2 separate regions of the Mus musculus genome follow, and region 1 is linked to region 2. A link is a contact called in public Micro-C data. All regions are on one chromosome and are shown on one strand. Each heading gives the region's core, a stretch centred on a gene start, on an enhancer-like site or on the middle of the called end of the contact. The rest is flanking DNA. Distances are from core to core; before and after follow the strand shown. Region 1 overlaps F730035M05Rik (RIKEN cDNA F730035M05 gene). Region 2 overlaps Nin (ninein).

Region 1 (6,301 bases), core at 878-3,377, 160 kb before region 2:
GTGCAATTAAAAAATATGCACGAAAGTATTCACGTCAGCTTTGCTAATAACCCACACTAGATAGAACTTGTCTTAGTTTCTCTTCAGTTGTGATAAAAAGCAACCTAGGAGGCAAGGGTTCCATTGTGCTTACAAGTCTTAGGTCACAGTCCATGGCAGGGACAGTCCAGTGATAGGAGGCTAAGATTGGCGGTCACATTATATCCACGCTTAAGAGAGTAGAGCAATGAATTAATGCCATCAGTCTCAGGAGTGTCACAACTGTGCCCCAAGTTTTGTCTGACTACCAGTTCTCAATAAGCCAATTAAAATAGCCTAGTTAAAAGTAGAAAGTGGAATAAAAGAGATTCATCCAACATGACCACATTGGGAAGAGGAACAAAGAGATCCAGTGGACCACTCAAGTCTGGGGTCAGGGTCTGCAAATGAGACCAAAGTTTAAATAAAGAGAGCCAAGGATATGCCCATCCAAACAACCTTATCAAAGTGTAGCCCACCCACCGCTGACACGTCACTGTCTGGGTTCCAGTCTCAGGTGAGCTGACAAGATACTTGAAACCTTTTTCTGGGAGACCAGCTACCCTCTGGCTTCTTCCTGATTCTTCTCCCACCATGAGGTTTCTGGAGGAAACTTCCATTTCTTTGGGGTCCCTTATTTCGTAGGCTAACAGTCAGACTGAGAAACTGTCCCTCTAGAATACCTGCATTTCTTCCAGGCCGGTTACTCTAATGCTTGTTAGAGCTCAGCAAGCCCTCTCCTCTGTATACAGCCCAGGAACAGTAGTGCCCATAATAAAGATGGGTCTTCTCACATCAGTTACCTTAGTCAAGGTAATCTCTTGCCAACATTTTCAAAGGCCAACCCTAATCTTGAACAGTGGTTCTCAAGTTCCTAATGCTGCAATCCTTTAATATGGTTCCTTATATTGTGGTGATCCCCCCCAATCATAAACCTATTTTATTGCTACTTCATAACTGTAATGTTACTACTGTTATGAATTGTAATGTAAATATCTGATACGTGCCCCCCCCAAGGGGTCTTGACCCACAGGCTGAGAACCACTGCTCTAGACAGTCCCTCACAGGCGTGCCTGGAAGCCTGCTTCCTTGGCATCAAGTTAACAGTTAAAACTAACCATCAGACAACTCAGGTGTCTAACAACAGTAAAACTGTACAACACTTATGCATTAGACAACTATACAATAAAACAAGAGCATATGTTGGGAGGCAGAGGCAGGCGGATTTCTGAGTTCGAGGCCTGGTCTACAGAGTAAGTTCCAGGACAGCCAGGGCTACACAGAGAAACCCTGTCTCGAAAAACCAAAAAAGAAAAAACAAACAAACAAAAAAACAAAAAAACAAAAACAAAACAAGAGCATATGAATTTAACAGAGAAACAAAAGTTGTGCACACAATACTGAATGCATTAAGTCAGAAGGACAGAGACATACTATGAGAGTCCATTTACACAAAACAAAAAGACAAAACCAAAAAATGGACATAAAGTCATTTATGCTACGTTCCGTGCCTTGTGCCTGTGACACTCAGGAGGCAGAAGCACGGGGATTGCGATGAGTTACAGGCCATCCTGGAGTAGAAGACCCTGTTTCTGAAAAAAAAATCGTTTGTAGTACTGGAGACTGGGGTAGCAATGGTCTGTAGAAGAGACAGTGACTAGAAGAAGATGCAGAGGGGACATTAGTTAACAGTTAACCTATACTCACTGTGACACAGACCTAACATTTTACACCATCTGTCTGAAGACATACTCTGTGATATAAATTACCTCCCAAAAGAGAATTTACGAATAATTATACATCATTTATTTTGACCCATCTATTAAATGAAATACCAAGAACCTAGATGATAACATATGTGGTATTTGACACATGATATACTATGTATTAGATATATATAATGTATATTAAGTCCTCATGAGTGCAAAGCTGAGAATACCCGATTAATATCCAGCACAAATATCACCAATTCTTGCTCCCACTTCTGACAAACTTCCAAGCTTGGCTAACAACGTGCTGCATTTCCAGGAATCTCCAGAAGGTGTCCCCATAAGCCCCACTCTGCTGTAGTGCCTAGCCCCTGGCCCCACAGTTTTGCCTGGCTCTTCCCTGAAACTGTACGGGAGATGTTATAAGCGGCCGATTCCCGTGTTCTCGACAGAACGTAGAACAGCGCTGGTGGGGTCCGAGTATTTATTATAACGCTCCGTGGGAAAGGTTTCTCCGTGTTTACTGGCTGCCCGCCACAGCCCCAGGGCACACACTGGCTTCTAGGCAGCTGACCAGGGAACAGAATCAAGAAAACTGCCTCAGTCTGAAATTAGTGCTCCCCTGACAACTAAGACCTTCTTGTGGTCAGGCTAATCATTAGACTCCAGCCCTGAGGGTGAGTTCTCACCAGAGAAACTTTTGAACCCTCCACAGCCACCCACAGCTCTTAATCCCAGCAATGAGTGGGTCCTGATGTCTTTCCCCAGAACTCCCCAGATCTCATAGACATCTGGCCAGTCTGACCAGCTCCCAAATGTGTTCAGACAGGTTAGACATCAAACTCTGAGCATTTCCTAAATCTAGCATAACATATTGAATTCCGATTTTTATTTATTTAATTTTCCCCCAATGCCCGGCATTAGAATAAATTATTTCTTTAGATTTCAATATATTTAGATCTAAGATTTTGAGAGAAGAAACATGCCATCTACTGTATGCTCTGAGTAGAGTAAATAAAAAACAGGAAAGTTTTGGTTCTCTTCTTCTGATTATGGGTCATTTTTGTGGGTGTGAATATCCAGAACAAAGAAAAAAAAAAAAAAAAGCTGCGATTAAAGTTACAGCCACATCCATGCTGAAACCCTGTGTGCATGATGTGGCGTGTTCAAAGGACGAAGTCCTCCACCTGCTGGTCTCAGGCCGCTGCTGCAGCGCATACACACAAAGGTTCCTTAACCTTCTCCTCAAAAATTGAAACAATGTCCGGTGAAACTTCAGAGGGGAAGGCAGCCTCTTGTTTTTATCTTAAACTGGAAATACACTGTGACTGACAACTGGAAAGTGTCATTTAAGATTGAGGAAATAAAGGACAAGCCGTGCAAGTGGTTGAAGATGGAGCAGACACATTCAGAAGTAAAATATCCTGCGTGTGTACAGGGAAGGATCCTTCAGATTCTCAGCTTTGATCCCTGAAAATATAGAGGAATCTACTTTCTGTTTGGATTCCTGTAACTTTTAAGCTGGCAAAGATTACCCTTCCATAGCTAAGCGCTTTACTGTTAAGGTTTTAAAGAGAAGCAAGTCAGAGAGATTAAAATACTTGGCTTTTATGAATCTGGGCTTTTCAAGTCTTTAGATTTGCTTCCTCCATGGAGCAATACTGGGTCTTAGGGAGTCTCTCTGCTTCTTGATTCTAATTGTTGTTGTTTTGGTTTCTTCCTTGTGTCGAGGGGTGGATCTCCAGGCTCGCACATGCTTGGCACATGCTCGATCACTGAGCTCCATCACCAGGCTTGCACATGCTAGGCACATGCTCGATCACTGAGCTCCATCACTAGCCAGGAGTCTCCTGTGTGCAATTGATTGAGTGCAAAGATCAAGTCAAGGTGTGGGTTCCAGGGGCAGTTTGCTTTCACAAAGGTCCTGAGACAAGGAGACAGGAAGGTCAGCCCAGAACATGTTGCATCACAGTGGCCTGTGGAAACCCTGAGCTTACCACACTTGCCACTCCCTTCCCTAGTCAGGATGTGTCCGTGTCTCTTAGCACAGTTTTTCCAGAATTTATCTCCTCATTTGTTCCCTTACACAGTTAAGTGAGGTTGGGGGTGGGGGTTGTTAGTTTCATTTGTTTGTTTGTCTTGTTTCTTTCTGAAGCCCAAATCTTATTGCATTCCTAGTGACAACAGAGGAGTAAAGTCGTACTATGTGTGTAATACAGCTGTGCATGACATGCATATATATATTCACACATGTGTGTATATGTGTGAGTGTGTGTGTATATGTGTGTGCATGCATGCCCTGAGGTTCCTGCCTGGGGTTCTATACCTGCTCGGACTTTTCCCAGGTGTCTTAGTTAGGGTTTTACTGCTGTGAACAGACACCATGACCAAGGCAAGTCTTATAAAAAACAACATTTAATTGGGGCTGGCTTACAGGTTCAGAGGTTCAGTCCATTATCTTCAAGGTGGGAGAATGGCAGTATCCAGGCAGGCATGGCGCAGGCAGAGCTGAGAGTTCTATGTCTTCATTCAAAGGCTGCTAGTGGAAGATTGACTTCCAGGCAACTAGGGTGAGGATCTTATGCCTACAACCACAATGACACACCCATTCCAACCAGGTCACACCTATTCCAACAAGGCCACACCTCCAGATGGTGCCACTACCTGGTCCAAGGATATACAAACCATCACACCAGGATTCGGTATTCAGTCCCTGGATTCTCTGACATGCCCAGACTACCTGATGGCTCTGCTCTAAGCAGGCTGCAGGCTCCAGGCTCCTCACTCCCAAACTCCCTCCACACACAGCCCAGTGCCATCTTACCCCGTCCTCTCCAGATGCTGGGCTCCACAGATTAACTTGCAATTCCAACCTGGGAAGCTCATGACTTCCTTACAGAAAATAAACACACACACACACACACACACACACACACACACACACTCCTGCAAGCATAGCTCCTCGAGGGACACAGAAAAGGCAATGAGAAGAAAATGAACACTGGTTAGTATTACAAAAGGCAGGTTTTCATCTTAGTAATGCCTTTAGCTCTTGGCCACCCATCTCTCTTCCAAACTTAGCTGTCTTGTCAATGCAGTATCAGAAGAGTAAACGGCCAGAGCATTTCCTGATTTTGCGTCATCTGACATTGGGACCCCAATTCTCTGGGGTCACCAAATTGTGTCCTGACATTTTAAAACCATCCATGATCTGAGGGACAGGTTGTACATCTCTCCAGCCTTTCAGAAACTTCCACTGGACCACATCTAACAAGCCCAGCTACTGTACTAAGAAGCAAATTAAATATGACAGGAAATGAAAGCACCAGGAAGTGGGTTTGCTCCAAGATAAGCAGATACACTCAAGTTTAACAACGACTGGTCATGGTCACAGCCAATTACAGAGAAGATAATTCAGACAGGCACCTGTGCTGTGCGCCTGCGGGATATTTGGCAGGCTAATAAACCTAGGCTCTCAGTTGTCATCCTAAATGTTTAAAACAGCAGGGTGTAGATATGAGCCTTGGCTGTCACATTCATACACTGAATGCATGGATTAAAGTGTACTTACTTCTGCTCTCTGAGCATAAAGAGCCGCTCTAATATGACATTGTCCTTCTCCACAGGCCATGTGACCCATATGTGAGGCCACTTTGGGCCAGTTCCCTTGGCTTCAGAACTGATTAAAAGCAGGTCAAAAGGCCAATCTAGAGCACAGAGCAGCCCGAGATTAGAGAGGACAGGGTTAGCTGAGGCTCAGTCAGAACTCAGGCTTACTCAAATCCCAAAGAGCTTGGGGGTGTGAAATCTCTCCAATCGACTTGGGAAGTGGTCTTGAGCAAACCTGAGAACCGCTGAGCCTCAGTTCCCCCTTTGGTAAAGTAGAGAGAGAGGCAGAAATTGTCTCAGTGCACTGCTGAGGGGATCGAATGGAGCAGGGTATGTGGGAACCTAACAGCCAGGCCTCATCCCAGCAGAGGCTGAGGCAGGAGGTCTTTAAGCGTCTTAGGCAGTGTAGGCTGTAGTATGAAACATTACCTACGAGAGACAGAAACTTCGTCTAACCAGAGTCCTTGACAATTTTTTTTAGTTTTAGTTTTGGTGGCTCTGAATATAGTATATAATCCTGCCTTGAGACATGCAAGCTATCAAGTTATCTTTATCTTGTGTCTTTCTGGAATGGGCCTCCCAGTCACCTGCTACTGTGGGCAGAACCAGCCTGGAGCTTTGAAAGCCTTCCCTCTCTGTAGTGTTTGCACAAAGGCAGGGTTTCAGAGGTTGCATGCCAATGGCTGAGCACATTCCTAACAGTCCTCTGACTGACTACTGACTTGCCTCAGAACTGCCCTGTGGTCTTGCGGGGAGGAGGTCTTCCTGGGACTTAATAGTCTAGAACAAGTCTACCGCCTATTCCTTCTCTTCTCCTTCATGGGGTCACACTTGGATCTGACTGCACTCACTCGGCCAGCCTGGCTCCCTCCTGGGTAGGTCTCCCACAGCCATTTGCCCTAGGAAAGCCTTGCAGGTCTACTCCTGTCCCCAGTGTCTGCTCCTCTGAAGACCTGAACCAACAT
Region 2 (7,068 bases), core at 2,875-5,374:
TGAGCACATGATGCTAAGAGGTAGCCATTTCTAACTGCTATGGAGGTCCTAATTTTTATTGCTCACGTGGATGGTTCTAGAAACTCTGACAAAAAAGCCATAATAATCCATCTTTCTTTTGTGCATGCTAACATCTTCATTCTAGTAAGATTTTTGTAGGGACCGGAAACAACACACACACACAGACACACACGGACACACACACATACACACAGAGGCTGATTATATGTGTGTATGGTATATATACATATATGTAATGTAGAAGATATTAACTTAAATTTTGCTTACGATTGATTATTATACTAAAATGTAATTTAAGAGGCTTTAAAATTCCTGAAACAAACAAACAAAAAAGTAACCTCCAAATCCACAATATTCCCCGTGGTTCTCAAGTGGCCACCTTTTTTTTTGGATAGAAGAAGAGCTGTTTAGATTCTACCAACACTCCCTACTCTGTGATGGAGAGTTAACAGTACCTAGCTTAGGATGCCATCCCGGGAGAGTCTGTGGATTCCATCACTTTCCTTTTTCTTCTTCTTTTTCCTTTTGGAAGCAGTGCAAAACACAGTAAGAACTCCTTTGCCGGTGATAGCCCCAGACAAACCCTATTCTCATACTTGGAAAGTCCTGGGTTTTATGTTTTCCTTTGAGTCCTTTCTAAGCCCTCCCGGTTACTAATGATGTATCCTGTTGTCTGGCACTAAAATTTAAGAACATCTAATAAATTAAGGATGCTTCTGCATTGCTTCTTGTCTGACCAGCATCTGTGGGTGTCAGCTGCCAGCAAGTAGCTCGAGTGTCTGTCCCGCTCCTGGGTACCCACAGACTGACACACTCACTTCTGAAGAAAGGTACCTTCTAGCATGCATGCCATTCTCAATATAAACTTTGTGTGCTTAAACACTTCCTGTAAGAGGATTGCTCGATCTAGTGACTTGGCTGGGACTTAAAAAAAAGCTGCATATTAATCGCTGGAAATTGCATAGCTATCATAAATACTTCACTCCTAGCTTCCCTGAGCATTTCAGAATGCTGCGGCTATATCTGTGAGCATCACAGAATCTAAGTTTGTGCCCAAGGAGGTCGCATGGGGGAAGGTGGCCAGGTAAACAGGGTCATCTACCCTCCCAGGGGTGCTGAACTCAGAGTCTACCAACCCAACCATCCTTCCATGGAGGATAAAGGAGTCTTGTTCCTTCAGACTTGCCCTGATGATATATGTATACACCTCAATTAAAACACTTGTGTCTGAGTTCTGAAATGTGCTTAGACCATGTGTTCAATCAGGACCCAGGGAGCATGTCCTCCAGAGAGCCAGTGTGTCTGTACAGACAGACAATAAGAAAACAAATCATTGCCCCTCTTACCTTTTTTAATAGAATATTTGATTGCCCTGATACTATGCAAAGTGCTTACAAAGCTTAAGGATGACCCTGGAGTGGAGTATTTATCGATATTGCTCCAAAGCATTCAGAGTAGAGAGAGTGTGAGCTGGTGGAGGTGGCATGGACGAGGTGATGCTGTGACTGTGGTAGAGGTGGTAGTTGTAGACACGGCGCTTGGTGGGTGGGTTGGCGGCAGTGCGGGTGAAACTGGTAAGTGCTGATCCATTCCAGAACACCAGAGTTCTTCAGAGTTGGAGGCGACTCTACCCTGGGCACCGTCCCCTTTTGTTTACACACCACTGATGTTGAAAACAGAAGCGCTGTATATCATGTTTCTTATTGTGGCTTTCCATTCGCGATTTTATCCCACAGCTTCATATATACCTCACCATTTTTATAAATATGATCTGTAGGCCAGCTTCCTCAGACTCGAGGAGCTGTCCTTAATTGACTAGAACTCTCGGTGTCAGTTTCATATTTGTGTTGCTCTGCTTATCTGGTAGATCAGAAAGTGGAGCAGCTAACCAGGGGACCCTGAGGTAAGGGAGGGTGTTTCCCTCTGAGTTCTGAAATGTGCTTAGACTGTTGTGTTCCCTCAGACTCTTCAGAGCTGCACAGGTCCCAGGACTTCCTGCAAGGTGTCTCTTGGCTAGATTTTTTTTCCCCTGTCTACTTCTTTTGCCCTCCAACACTTAAAAGCCACCAACTTACTAAAACAGATAACCCGGATCAACCACTGTACACCCTTTTTGATAGGGAGTTCCCTTTAGCCCCAGCTGCTCTGACCTCACCGTAACCAAAGATGACCCGGAGTCTTTGAGTCTTTCTGCTTCTACTTCCTGAGTTCAGAATCATAGGCACGAACACCACATCTAGTTCAAACTCCATCCCCAGCCCTCCTGATCTTATTACTTAGCTTTTTAAGTCAACTTCCTTTCTGCCATCATAGTTTCTATAACTTACAGATGCGTAGAAGCAGATACTTAGGACCATCAGAAGTAGAAACTGCTCCACATCTGACCCAAGGACTCATATGCGCCCACGGCCACCACAGCTGGCCCATGGGGCTGGTTTATTTGGAGGATCCTACAAGAGGCTGTACCCCACACAGCTTGGGGCTACTTCTCACATTATGTGGCCTTCACTCTTCTCTCTTTGTCTAGACTGTTCCCCAGAAGCTCAGCCCAAATATGTTAGAGGTGGGAAGCGTTATGGACGAAGATCACTGCCCGAGTTTCAAGAGTCTGGGGAAGAGATCGAGGAGGTGACAGTGCTTGAGCCACTAGAGGAAGAAGCGAGGTCATCACCCATCCCAGCTGGGGACTGCGGCGAGGTAAGGCGCTCACAGTCACAAGACGATCACAGTCACAGGCTCAGTCATTGATCGGCGTGGGCATGAGCCCTGGGTAGCATGAGACACAAGTTAGGCATTCACAGTGCAACAGGCTCCACTCAGATATGGCCCTTGCTGGTTTTCTTCTCCTGCCTCTTGGACATAGATGCTAACCTTCCAATTTTGTCTCAGTGTTCAGGAAGTTGATTATGTCTGTGCCTTGTTTATATGTGTCTACCCAGATTTCAGTTATTTTTATATTGTCTTCTATTCTGAAAGCTCTCCTTGGAATTGTATCTTTCACTGCTATGGCACTTTTAATTTAATTTTAATTTTTAAAAATGATTTTAAAAAGCTAACCAAGGACTCAGCAGGTAAGAACACTTGCCTGCATACGCTTGAAGATCTGGGTTCAAATCCCGAGAACCCGTGTAAAAAGCTGGGTGTGGTTGACACGTGCCACCCGGCTTGGGAGTGGGGATAGAAGCAAGGAGATCCATGGCCGGGCTGGTAGAGGGGTAGAGAGGAAGTTGGAGGATTGGAGACAACATTGCTAGGGCTTGCTGCTGGTTGCTAGTTCCTATCTTAAGGGAATAAGACAGAGAATGCCAAGACAGAGCACACAGCATCCTCCTCTGGTCTCAACACAGGCATGGGTACAGGGATCCATGGACACACATGTGCACACACACTGCCCACACAGACACACATCTCACACACATGTGGATAGATTTTTTAAAAAGTTTAAATCTTTCATTGTCTCCAACCTCAGACCACAAAGAACTTCCATGACAGAAGAGTGGAAGTCTTGTGTTTCCAATTTTTTCAGTTTTAAGATTTATTTTTATATGTTTGAATGTTTTGCCTGCCTTTATATATGTGCACCATATACATACATGCCTATTGCCTGGGGAGGTCAGAAGATGGCATCAAATCCTCCAGAACTGGATTTACCGCCGTGGAGGTGCCTGAGACTTGAACTTGGGCTCTCTGCAAAGCAGCCCCACTTAACCACAGAGCCAACTCCCCAGCTTCATGTTTTGATGTCTTAAAATCCCCTGCACTTTGTTTTGGGACTCAACACATGGTTCAAACACATAGTTCTTGCTTCAAAGTGTGGGCTAGGGGTGCTTCCCCAGGGCGTAGCAGTTCCCAGCACTCTTCCCTGGGCCTGCCATACCCAGGGGCAGCTCATACACTGGCCCCCCACCTGCCTTGATACCCTTCTTTTCACGCTGCACACCACTGTAATCTGTCAGTGAAGAAGAAGCAGTAACATTTTCTTTAGGCTTTCTTTCTGGCTCATTTGCCAAGATCCCATTTATAGAACATGATCAAGAATGCCTTGCTGAGCAAACTCTAAATAATTTCTTGCAAATCTCAGCTCAGATTGGAGCTGTAAATATTCCAGACATGAATATGAGCTGGAAAAGAGACAACGCACCTCCGCTTTCTGGACGAGTCTGCAGACTGCAGGCTGACTGTGTGTGTGTGTGTGTGTGTGTGTGTGTGTGTGTGTGTGTGTGCGTGCGCGCGCGCGTGCACATGTGTTTGTGCATGCGTTTGTGTGAGTATGTGTATTCATGGTTGCCTAGCATCCCTGTTACTAAAATCTATAGGAGACTTGCTCCCAAGGATGTCCTTAGCAATCAAACATCTGTCCTCAACAGCCTGCAGACCTAAAGAAAACAAGGACAACCCAGGTGTGGGGAAGATTCCCCACAGGAAATAGAACTGCCAGTAAATACTGAGAAGTAAAGGGGGAAACACATTCATTCTCTCTCTCTCCCTCTCCATCTCTTTTTCTCTCCCTCTCTCCCCCTCAATACCTTTACCTCTCAAAAAAGAAAAGAAAAATCAAATGGTAATCTGTTCCCTAGAAACCATGGTTCAGTGGCAGAAATATAAGGAAAAGAAAAGTAACTAGAAGAGAGACAGAGAGCTTACAAAATGGAGTAAGAATAATAGGGGTGGCATGTGGCCACTAAATATGGAGAAGGCGAGTGTGGCCCGGGGCCTCCTGGTGTCCCAGGCAGGTTAGCCTAGGGCAGGGATGCTGGCTACCCCATGCTCAGGTCAGTGGTTCCTTCCTTTCTTGGTCCCTTTGCAACATTCATACTGGGACCTTTGCCTCGGAAAACACACAACTTACATGCAAAGCCACATTACACAGACAGTTTTAGGAGGGCAAGGATCTACATATGTTATGTCATTGAATATTCATAGCACCGTGTTTTTCCTTGTTGTTGGAGAGGGTGTCCTGTTATGATGTAAAATCTGTTTCGTCGTGAATCTGGGCGATATGAAATTTAATTGGGATATACATCTTAAAAAGGAGTCAGAACGCTTTAGGAGGTAAGCCTAATTATTCAAAGACCCTTTTTAAGTCTAGTTTCTTATCTCTTGAACTGGTCTCAAGATATTATTACGTGGTGCCAAGAAACGCAATAATTGTTTATTTTTGACACAATAGTATCTACTTACACTCCAGGGATAGATACCCAGAGAGCCTCTGAGCAGAGTCAGCCCGTCCTGGCGATGTATTTCTTGTCCCCTGTTAGCTCAGTTACCGACTTGCTGGGTAGCTTCTTTACTCTACTGGGGTTACTATGTTTAAAAATGAGCCTTTGGCTTTGTGTATAAGCAAACATGAGGTGAAGCCTGAGGCAGGAGAAACCTTGCTGATGGTAAAGGATGTTACAGAGAGATCACCTCACTCTCAGTGTGCTGCAGCTTCCTGCAGATGCACCAGAAACCTCAGACAGGACCTTTGAACACCACAGTCAGAATCTGCCCTGTCCACCACCCTCTAAAAGAGCTGTAGGCAGAGGCCTGGCTGGGCAGGGTCCTGTCTCTGGTGTCTGCTCCCAGAGACTCTCCCCACTATCATAGTCTGCTGCATCCCACACCAAAGCACCCACAGGGCTACCAGATGACACGCCTTTGCCTTGCCTCTTGAGATTGTGTCACAGCTACTTCCTGCCCCCAAAATAAGCTGAGTCGGTCCTGCCATTTTTGGTTTTTAGTACTGTAGCTGAACCCAAAGCTAAAAGTGATCTTCCACTCAGTCCCCAATCCTGTCACTTTTCAAAGCAGCTCTCTCTTCAGGTTTTGGATGTTCCTGGGCAGCTGCGACCCTGCCCAAGGTCTCGCTCTCACCAGCAGCCTTCCCCTGGGCGGGCGGACGGTCCTGTGGTGTGGTTTTATGAGCATATCAGTCTTATGTCTACATAGTAGCTCTAGCCTCAGCTACCTGTCCAAGAGGCTTGTCCTGGAGTCATCACCCTTTCTATAGACTGATTCATGCCTCTGAGGGGTGAGGAGGCGAGGGTACCCTCCTATTCTTCTCCCTGCCTGACTAGGGAGTCTGAATCTCAAATCTGTACTCTGGTGCATTCATTCCTGTCTCCTCTCTTTCTTTTCTTTTCTTTTCTTTTCTTTTCTTTTCTTTTCTTTTCTTTTCTTTTCTTTTCTTTTCTTTTCTTTTCTTTCTCTCTCTCTCTCTCTCTCTCTCTCTTTCTTTCTTTCTTTCTTTTTAAGATTTATTTATGTATTTCATGTATGTGAGTACATTGTAACATCAGATCCCATTACAGATGGTTGTGAGGCACCATGTGGTTGCTGGGAATTGAACTCAGGTCCTCTGGAAGAGCAGTCAGTGCTCTTAACTGCTGAGCCATCTCTCCAGCCCCTCTGTCTCCTTTCTTCTCACCTGAGAATCTGATCTTCCATGTCTTTGGAGGTGTTGAGAATCTTCTCTGGGGTCATACTCCATCATGGAGTGATATCAAAGGAGAAGTCATGGAGGAGGGAGCATGGAGCCTTCTTAGGTTTGCAAGATAGGGACACTTTGCCAGCGTTGTAGGTCCGCTCTTTCTCCTGTTTTCAACAGGTCTGACTTTCCCTTCCCCAAAGTGGTTTCAGAGTTTCTCGATGGAGACAATAAAAAAATCAAAACCTGTTATCAGGAGTTGAACGAGGGTGGTCTGGCTGTGTTCCCTAATGGGAAACTAATTTTAGCTCCAGGTTGCGTCAAATCCTGGTTTTACTGAGGTCCCGTGGAGGCATGGGTTACAGGCAGTATGGAACCGTGTCGCGCTCACCTATCAAAGCTGCCCCCGTTAGGATCTCAGCCTCTCAGGACAAAATGAGCAAACTGTAACTGGAAAGATAACGTAAGAACCATCTCTCCCCTCTGGGGTTATCCAATCGAAGGGGAGGTTGCTGCAGCCTCTCACTTCTGCCGGAAGGCTGATATTTCCAGACTCTGGGGTGGTATAGTTCACAATGTCTTTTTTTTTTTTTTTTTTTTTTATACAAAGTCCTTCTCCCACCCAAACTATTGATAAC

What was found. Hi-C and Micro-C count contacts between places; a contact is called where the count stands out from the background.
Region 1: a Micro-C map of the G1E-ER4 cell line shows a contact between it and region 2, with 2.4 times the contacts expected there. The contact joins two enhancer-like sites. A contact is called at or near these places in 5 of 39 promoter capture datasets (the 3T3-L1 cell line, embryonic stem cells, hippocampal neurons and 2 more), 21 of 484 Hi-C or Micro-C datasets (the AML12 cell line, the G1E-ER4 cell line, the HL-1 cell line and 11 more), 6 of 115 datasets of contacts at active chromatin or transcription factors (the HPC-7 cell line, bone marrow-derived macrophages, embryonic stem cells and 2 more) and 2 of 9 other capture datasets (adipose tissue and liver).

What each region holds. Positions count from the first base shown.
Region 1 is chr12:70,231,182-70,237,482 of GRCm38.p6, reverse strand. F730035M05Rik (RIKEN cDNA F730035M05 gene) reads right to left here. Exons shown (of 5, transcript NR_045174.1): 2 at 5,299-5,434; 3 at 4,552-4,688; 4 at 4,162-4,312; 5 at 3,318-3,651. Gm38467 (a long non-coding RNA gene) reads left to right here and starts at 5,973. Exons shown (of 3, transcript XR_381644.4): 1 at 5,973-6,211. Within about 2 kb of position 2,127, at least 100 of the 459 cell types and tissues checked have an H3K27ac peak or open chromatin away from gene starts, as enhancers often do. A contact at or near this core is called in the G1E-ER4 cell line and cortical neurons, where this site is marked.
Region 2 is chr12:70,073,762-70,080,829 of GRCm38.p6, reverse strand. Nin (ninein) reads left to right here. Exons shown (of 29, transcript NM_001081453.1): 3 at 2,549-2,718. Among named protein-coding and RNA genes, the nearest start is that of Nin, 26 kb to the left of the region's middle. Within about 2 kb of position 4,124, at least 43 of the 459 cell types and tissues checked have an H3K27ac peak or open chromatin away from gene starts, as enhancers often do. A contact at or near this core is called in the G1E-ER4 cell line and cortical neurons, where this site is marked.